Regions from separate parts of the Mus musculus genome. Here region 1 is linked to region 2. The links are chromatin contacts, called in public Hi-C maps. All regions are on one chromosome and are shown on one strand. Each heading gives the region's core, a stretch centred on a gene start, on an enhancer-like site or on the middle of the called end of the contact. The rest is flanking DNA. Distances are from core to core; before and after follow the strand shown.

Region 1 (3,351 bases), core at 170-2,669, 7.6 Mb before region 2:
CAGCAGCACGGGAAAGCAGAGGCCGCGGCGGGGAAGAGCACCGGAGGAGCAGCGGAGGCGACAAAGCGGAGTCGCAGGAGCGGGGCGGACCGAGGAAGGGCAGACCGCTCGAGGGCTCTGCATCCAGAAGCTGTCCCGGAGTGCGCGCTGTCAGGCTGGCTGCTGCGGCTGCGACCCGAGCTCGGCTCCTCCACTCCCGGGATAGGGGTGGGGGACCGCTCCCGCGCGCGTTGGCACTCAGAGATCCAGACGCGAGTGCAGCGCGCCCGTCTTGCTGTCGTGGTCCCAGTATGAGCAATGCATCATGGCGAGCTCGGGTTGCCGGGCGCAGGCGAACTGCAGGCCGGGCGCGCTCGTGGGCGCGGGTGCCGGGGGCGCGGCGGTGGCCGGGCTGGCGGGACTGAGCTGACCCGGGGGAGGCGCGGCAGCCCCGTGGTGTGGCGGGGCTGGCGGGGGCGCAGCGGCCGCGTGCAGATGATGTGCGTGAGGGTGCGGGTGAGGGTGCGGCGGCGGTGGCGGCGGCGGTGGTGCGGCAGGAGGGCCCCCCAGGCCGTTGTAGGAGTTCACGACGCCCGGAGGCAGCGCCATGCTCTGCACGCGCGAGTACGGCCCGTAGGAGGCGGCGGGGCCCGCCAGCCCCTTGACCACCGCGGCTGCACCGGGGCTGCCCGGGCCGGCGGCTGCAGCGGCTGCAGCAGCGGCCGCCGCAGCCGCCGCCATCTGGCAGGAGGCGTAGGGCATGGGCGAGGGAGGCTGCGGCAGGGGCCAGGAGTTGTTGAGGAACCCCGATTGCAGGTACTTGGGTGGCGCCAGGTAGCCATAGCCATCGGCCCCAGCTCCGGGCACGCCGCAGCCACCCGCCGCTCCTCCGCTCCCGAAGAGCCCCTTGCCGGGCTGGAAGTGAGCGGGCGGCGGCCGGAAGGGCCGCTTCATGCGGCGGCGGCGCCGGTAGTTGCCCTTCTCGAACATGTCCTCGCAGGCCGGGTCGAGCGTCCAGTAGTTGCCCTTGCGCTCGCCGCCGCCCTCGCGCGGCACCTTGATGAAGCACTCGTTGAGGCTGAGGTTGTGGCGGATGCTATTCTGCCAGCCCTTCTTGTTCTTCTCGTAGAACGGGAACTTGGCTATGATGTACTGGTAGATGCCGGACAGAGTGAGCCTCTTCTCGGCGCTCTCGCGGATCGCCATGGCGATGAGCGCCACGTACGAGTACGGGGGCTTCTGCGCGGGGTCTGGTTTCTCCGGTGTTGTCCCGCCTCCCTTGCCGGGACTCGGCGGCGACGCCTCGGCCTCTTTGACTGCGCGTCCGCTCTCCGGAGCCAGCAGGGTCCCCGCCGTGTCTTCGGGCTCGGGGTAGCTGGCCATCATGACAAAAGCCGGCTCTCCGCGGCCGGGCAGCCCGGAGGCTGTGCTCTCCTGGTGCAGGCTCGCCTTGCAGGCGGGCGCAGGAGTGTGCGCTCGGCGCAGAGCCTCTAACTTCTGCAGGCTGCGGGGACCGGAGGCCTCGCGCGGCTCTCACTCTCTTCTCTTTTCCCCCCGGGGAGCGGTCTGCGGGAGTGGAAGTCAGCCTCTGGCCATCGGGAGTCTGCCCAACAGCGAGGGGCTCCGGCCCCGCCGCCCCTCCCCGCCCAGGCCAGTCCCCGCCTCGGTGGGTTTTCTTGGCTGAGCTCTCCCCTCCCCCCACCGCCCGGTTTCCCCGAGGCGCGACCCGCGTCTCTGGCGCAGCCGCCTCCTGGAGTCCCTAGTGCGCCAGGAGCCTCGCTCCGTTCTGATTCGTATGGGCTCCGCAGAGTTCCGCTTGCGTCAGGGGCCTTCGCCCCTATAGCGGGGCAGCCAGCAGCGCACGGGCGAGTTCATCTCTAAGTCTCCTTTTTTTTTTAAACGGCCGGCAGAACTTGGACCGGCCTTCCCGAGCCTCCGGAGCCTCCCGGGCCCAGCCAACAGCCTGCCTCACGCTCTTACGAGTCTTGAAAATCTGCGGGTGTTTGCTTCGCCGAAAAGCCCTGGTTGGGGCTCGCTGCGCCCTGCCAGTGCCCCGGGAATGCTGACCCCAGCGAGGAGAGGTGATCCAAGCCTCTGGGCAGCTTTCAGGTGAAAGAAAACAAAACCCTTTGCTCTGTGCTTCGGGCTGTGCTGGGGCTAGACTTCTAGCTTTGAGGCTTAGGGAGGGGCGAGATGGCAAGGGGGCCGGACCGGGGTGGAGTGGCCGAACTTTGCGGCAGCTGGAGGTAAACCAGCTCAGAGCTCGTGTCACGGAAGGCAGAAGCTTCGGCCTGCTCTGTCCCTCGAGCTCTCTGAGCCCAATTGAGGCTGGGGAGAGGATCGCTGGGAAGAGACACCCAGGAGTACCGCTCACTGGCATCGGACGTTTCGCTTCTCTGTGCTGAGGTGGATGTAGGGACCAGCTTTCTCCTTGGAACTCGCCTTGCAATCCCACAATTTGGGTGTGTGTTTTAAAGATCAAGTGGTATCCCTTGTACTCTGGCTTGGACACAGACGAGGATGTTGCTGAGGGGCTTTGGGGACTGTTGCGTGCACAAGTGTCACGCGTGGAAGGCACGGGGCAAAAATCTGTTCTTAAAGACACACGTGATACTGCGCAAGTGTGCTGTTCAGAAACCCAGGTATGCTTATATATGTACAATGTGTGAGACTTGTATTTGCTTATTTTTGCTTAGTGAGGTGTATGAATCAAGCACCAGAGTACATGGTTGTATCCATGAACATGGTTCGTGGATACAACCTCTTTTTTTTTTTTTTTTCCTGTCTTCCTTTGTCCTTCCTACCCTTACAGCCGTTACCTGCATCTTCTCCTTCCAGCATAGGTAAGGAAGGAAAACCACAGGCTGGGGAGGCGCTTTCTCGCGTCCCAGTCACGAATGGACAGTAGTCTTTCCCCTTGTTTTTAAGATAATAGCCGAAGTCTGGTGGGGATCCAGTTACATCTCCGAAAATAGAAAACGGACTTAGAGGAATTCCTTCCGTGCCAGCACAACATCAGGTGTGCCCTGTCACTCAGCCTTAACACAGGTTTGCAGTCTTGGAAGTGTGAGAGAGGCTGAGGAAGAGTGATCAGACACGTTGTGAAGGATAATGGTCTGAATGAATGATGTGTGCCAGTCACACATCTAGGTGGCTATCCCAGTGCCTGTTTCTACCTCTTTCTTTCAGGTTGCTTGGACTTTAAGAGTTCTCCAGAATGCCACGAGCCCACACTGGCCAGTGGCTCCAGCGGTCCGAAGACCATTTATCTACAGTGTGTGCTTGTGCTTCCCACTTTGAGATGAAGGGAAAGGAGGACTCTGTGTGTGTGTGTGTGTGTGTGTGTGTGTGTGTGTGTGTGTGTGTGTAGTC
Region 2 (3,742 bases), core at 503-3,002:
TCTGAGCAACGATTCACCCCAAAGGTTATTTTCCAGAAAATAGAGTCCCCTCTCCTTTCCACTTTACCCATTGAAGGCAAATATGCTCCAACATTCTTCAAATCTTGCCTAGTCTATCCGAAATTCCTCGAGATAGTGTTCGCCGATTTTAATATTTATTTAATATTAATATTTATTTAATATACGGATCCAGCAGTGTCGCGGAGACCTTATCGAGTGTAGAGGGGACCCTCTCAGTCCAAACTGACAATTCCAGGTCTATGATCCTCCCCAGACAATTACCCGCCCGCCTGTTCCACCTCGCAGGCCAGAGGAGCCCAGAGGCTGATAGATGAAAATGAAAATCGGTTCAGGCCAGGAGGGATCTTAAATCTGTTGAAATCACGGCCCTGACTGTGGCAAGCTTCGGGTGAGTGGCTGCTAGGAGCAGGCCAGGCCCACCGGGTATACCGCAGGTCTAGGCAAAATTCAGGAAGGCCAGAACGCACACAAAGCTGGGAATATTGGTTGGAGGAAGGCTCGGTCCAGGAGTTTCTTGCTGCTTGAATTTGCTGCTCTATGGAAGAGAAAATGACCCCCACTCCCACCACAGACCCTCCCAGAAGCCAGAACCCTAAATCTCTGGCTCAGCTGAGGTTGTTTCGAAAAGGAAAGGGAGAGGTGTCTGTGATCTTAGCAACTGAAGGTCCTGGGGGTGATCAGGGGTGCTAAAACTTCTCTAGCATAAGACTGAACACAAGATGAGCCTCTGTTGGCTTTGTGATCGCTTCTTTCCCGGTTTGCAGGGAAGACTCCCTGATATAATCAACAGTCTCCATTCCGCCGTGGCACTGGCGCTCAGATTTAAATAGAGGTTTGCATGTAACCTGCCTTTGGCTTAGGCAAAAAATCAGGCGAACCCGTCTCCCTCACACTGCCCACTGATGGTGCTCACCCTCGCGGTAGTAGAGCTGGTACACTAGGGTCCTCTGGAAGATGTTGCCCGCTGCCATTTTCACAGGACAAGGCACAGTCTTACGAAACATTGGAGATGTATAATGAACAAATCAGTGTCCCTATTTGTCCCCAGATCTCTCTCCTTTGACTCCACCAGCGTTTGGAAAACCCAAACTTTTCTCTCTCCTCCCTCTTTTTATTTTATTTTTTTTCTTCATAAAATAACTTGTAAAAAAAAATCAATTGCAACCTACAAATGAAGGTTTTTGTGGGTTGAGGGATAGAGTTTGAGGTTAGACTTTGAAGATAGAATTCCCTCACGGAGTTGGGGGGGGGGGGATTCTGCTGCCACATATCCCATTCCAATGTCTCGTCGCGTAAACTAGACGAGTATTTCGCTCCAGACGAGAAACGGGGAAGAAAAAAGAACAGGTACCGAGCCTAGACGCATCAGTACCGGGGAGTGAGCAGGCCCCTGGGAGGCCGGGTGCAGGCGGGCCTTAGCGTAGCCCTGCTGCAGGAGGCGCCCTGGGCTCCGAGCGCCACGACCCTCCCACCCCCGCCGCCCCGCCACCCCGCCACCCCTTCCCCTTCCCCTCCCCCATCTCCCCCGAGAGACGCTCTAGGTGGGAGGGTGGACCCTGCGGCGCGGGGCCGGGCCTGGGTCCCGCGGAACGACCCGAGGGAGGCCAGGCTGGAGGCCTAGGCCGCGAGCCTCCCGACCCCGGCTTGGGGCCTTGGCCCCGGTCCTGGTCCTCGGCCCGGGCTTCAGAGCGAGCAGAGCCTCGGTCAGCGCGGGCGCCAAGTTCGCCGGCCTGCGGGGGCCTCTAGGCCAGCGCCATTTTCTGGCACTTGTGGCTGGATCTGTTTTCGCCCTGACTCCGCCCCAGAGCGGCCCGGGAGCCGGGCCTGCACCCCCCTCGCCCTCCGCGAGGGCTGACTGACTGCGGGGGAAAAGTGGGGAGAGCCCGGGCCCCGGGGGTTCCGGGAGGCGCGCCAGTTTGGGAGGTTGACCGGGCGCGCGCTCCTGGCCCGCGTCTCCCCTCGCCGCCCTACCATTGTTCCCCGGTCTCTGTCACAGCCACAGAGTGAAACCTTCTTCACCCGCTGCCTCCAGAGCCAGGCCTGGAAGTCACATTCGGGAGAATCTCAGCTAAGAAATCTGCTCCTGATCGCCGCTTCCGCGACTCAAGGAAATGAAACGCCATTAATATTTGAAAAGGCAATTATTTTCCTGTTGAATCGAAAACTGTCTTCATGAATAATTTGTAGAGAGTTCTATTGCCATTTGAGAAACATTTTGTTGCTGTTTTGCCTCCTCCTTTTCTTCCCATTACTTAGGAGGTTTGAGGGAGACACCGGAACAGGGAAGGCTCTATGGTTTGGTTTCTTTCTCTTTTCTTTCTTTCTTTCTTTCTTTCTTTCTTTCTTTCTTTCTTTCTTTCTTTCTTTCTTTCTTTCTTTCTTTCTTTCTTTCTCTCTTTCATTTTTTTTTAAACCCAAGCTGTAATGAATTAGGACAGAGGCCGAAAAGAACGCGCAGAATTCTGCCTTGAGTCCAAGCAAACCTGAGAGCCAGCCAGGCACACTTTTGCTTCTCTGATGTAGGTCGATTACGCTAAGAATTTAACCATTTTCTGCTTCACAGACTTCAAACAGTGGGCCGGCAAAGAGCAGTATAAGTTTGTTTGCTTCAAAATCCCTGTCATTAAAGATGAGTTCTTTCTCCAGCCCCGGATTGCGCATCCACTTTCCCGGTGCTGGCAGCCAGCCTCTGGAGCAGCTAGTCTGAGGTCTGGAATCCTGGTCTTACTTATTCCTCTGTCCCTGGGGATATAACTCGGGAAGAGAGGGGACCAAAGGGATGAGAGAGAGTGGGGGGAAGAGCTCATAACGTGCTTTAGAAAGCCGTACAAGATGTTTGCTGACATGCTAGGGGAATAAAGAACAAGAGCCCAAACTGGACTTTGGTCTTGCCTCAGCCTATGCCAGTGTTCTACCACTAAAACCTCATGGAGAAGGCAGTTTGTGGGAAGATTTAGCAAGCTTCTTACCGGGTACTGCAACTATCGGGGACTTGGACTCTGAAAAGGGTTGCTGTTCTAACAAGAATTGTAGAAAGGGAAGCTACCGCCTGCAAAACTAGAGTACCAAGATGGAATTCTTCTGATCTCTGCATCATTCTTCCCATTTCCCGCCTCCAAGATGGGGGAGGGGAGAAGACGCTGACTTCTTAAACTTCAAGCGAGGAGGGGTGTGTGTGTGGGGGGGAGTAAGGAGAGTCAAACGGTGGCTGCTAAACTAATTAATGTAACTTCACAGGCTGTTCTGAAAGTGTGAAAACTTTCTTCTTGCAATTGTATTAATTAGATGCTTCTGGCCAGAAGAGTTCAACTCCCAGGCTCCTTCACCGAGCTCCTTTTCTTTCTGTTAACTAGAGCTAACAGATGTGGTTGACACATGTCCCTATTTCACTTAACAACTCGGTAAATGACATTTAAGACAGTGGGTCCCGTTGGGTCTCTACTAAAATAAGAATGAGGGTTACCAAAAAAAGTCCCTTCTGTGGAGCTAGCAACACAAAAACAAGTCAAAAGTAGGCCCCCAAGGCTCATAAATCCTAAAGAAGGTATTAAGGGTCAGATGACCCCTCAGTCCAGGTGATGGTGGGGCTAAAAGGAAGAAGAGTTTCCAATAGTAATCTGTAAGTGTGAGGCAATTGTTCCCATTTCCTTTAAGACTTTGGGGGAAGCCATGCTGCTTAAAATATGTCTTAAAACCAAACTACTGGGACTGGCGATATAGC

Evidence for each region. A called contact is a pair of places that touch in the nucleus more often than the background predicts.
Region 1: a Hi-C map of epiblasts shows a contact between it and region 2, with 9 times the contacts expected there. The contact joins the promoter of Foxl2 here to the enhancer-like site in region 2. A contact is called at or near these places in 5 of 39 promoter capture datasets (cranial neural crest, embryonic stem cells, frontonasal cranial neural crest and 2 more) and 8 of 484 Hi-C or Micro-C datasets (B cells, cranial neural crest, embryonic stem cells and 2 more).

The regions. Positions count from the first base shown.
Region 1 is chr9:98,953,675-98,957,025 of GRCm38.p6, reverse strand. Foxl2 (forkhead box L2) reads right to left here and starts at 1,419. Exons shown (of 1, transcript NM_012020.2): 1 at 1-1,419. The coding sequence starts at 1,365. The coding sequence ends at 238. It overlaps Foxl2os (forkhead box L2, opposite strand), which reads left to right and starts at 1,716. Exons shown (of 8, transcript NR_003248.3): 1 at 1,716-2,621; 2 at 2,792-2,822; 3 at 2,908-2,998; 4 at 3,169-3,351.
Region 2 is chr9:91,379,676-91,383,417 of GRCm38.p6, reverse strand. The region is part of intron 1 of Zic4 (zinc finger protein of the cerebellum 4); the gene reads right to left. Among named protein-coding and RNA genes, the nearest start is that of Zic4, 3.6 kb to the right of the region's middle. Within about 2 kb of position 1,752, at least 77 of the 459 cell types and tissues checked have an H3K27ac peak or open chromatin away from gene starts, as enhancers often do. A contact at or near this core is called in epiblasts, where this site is marked.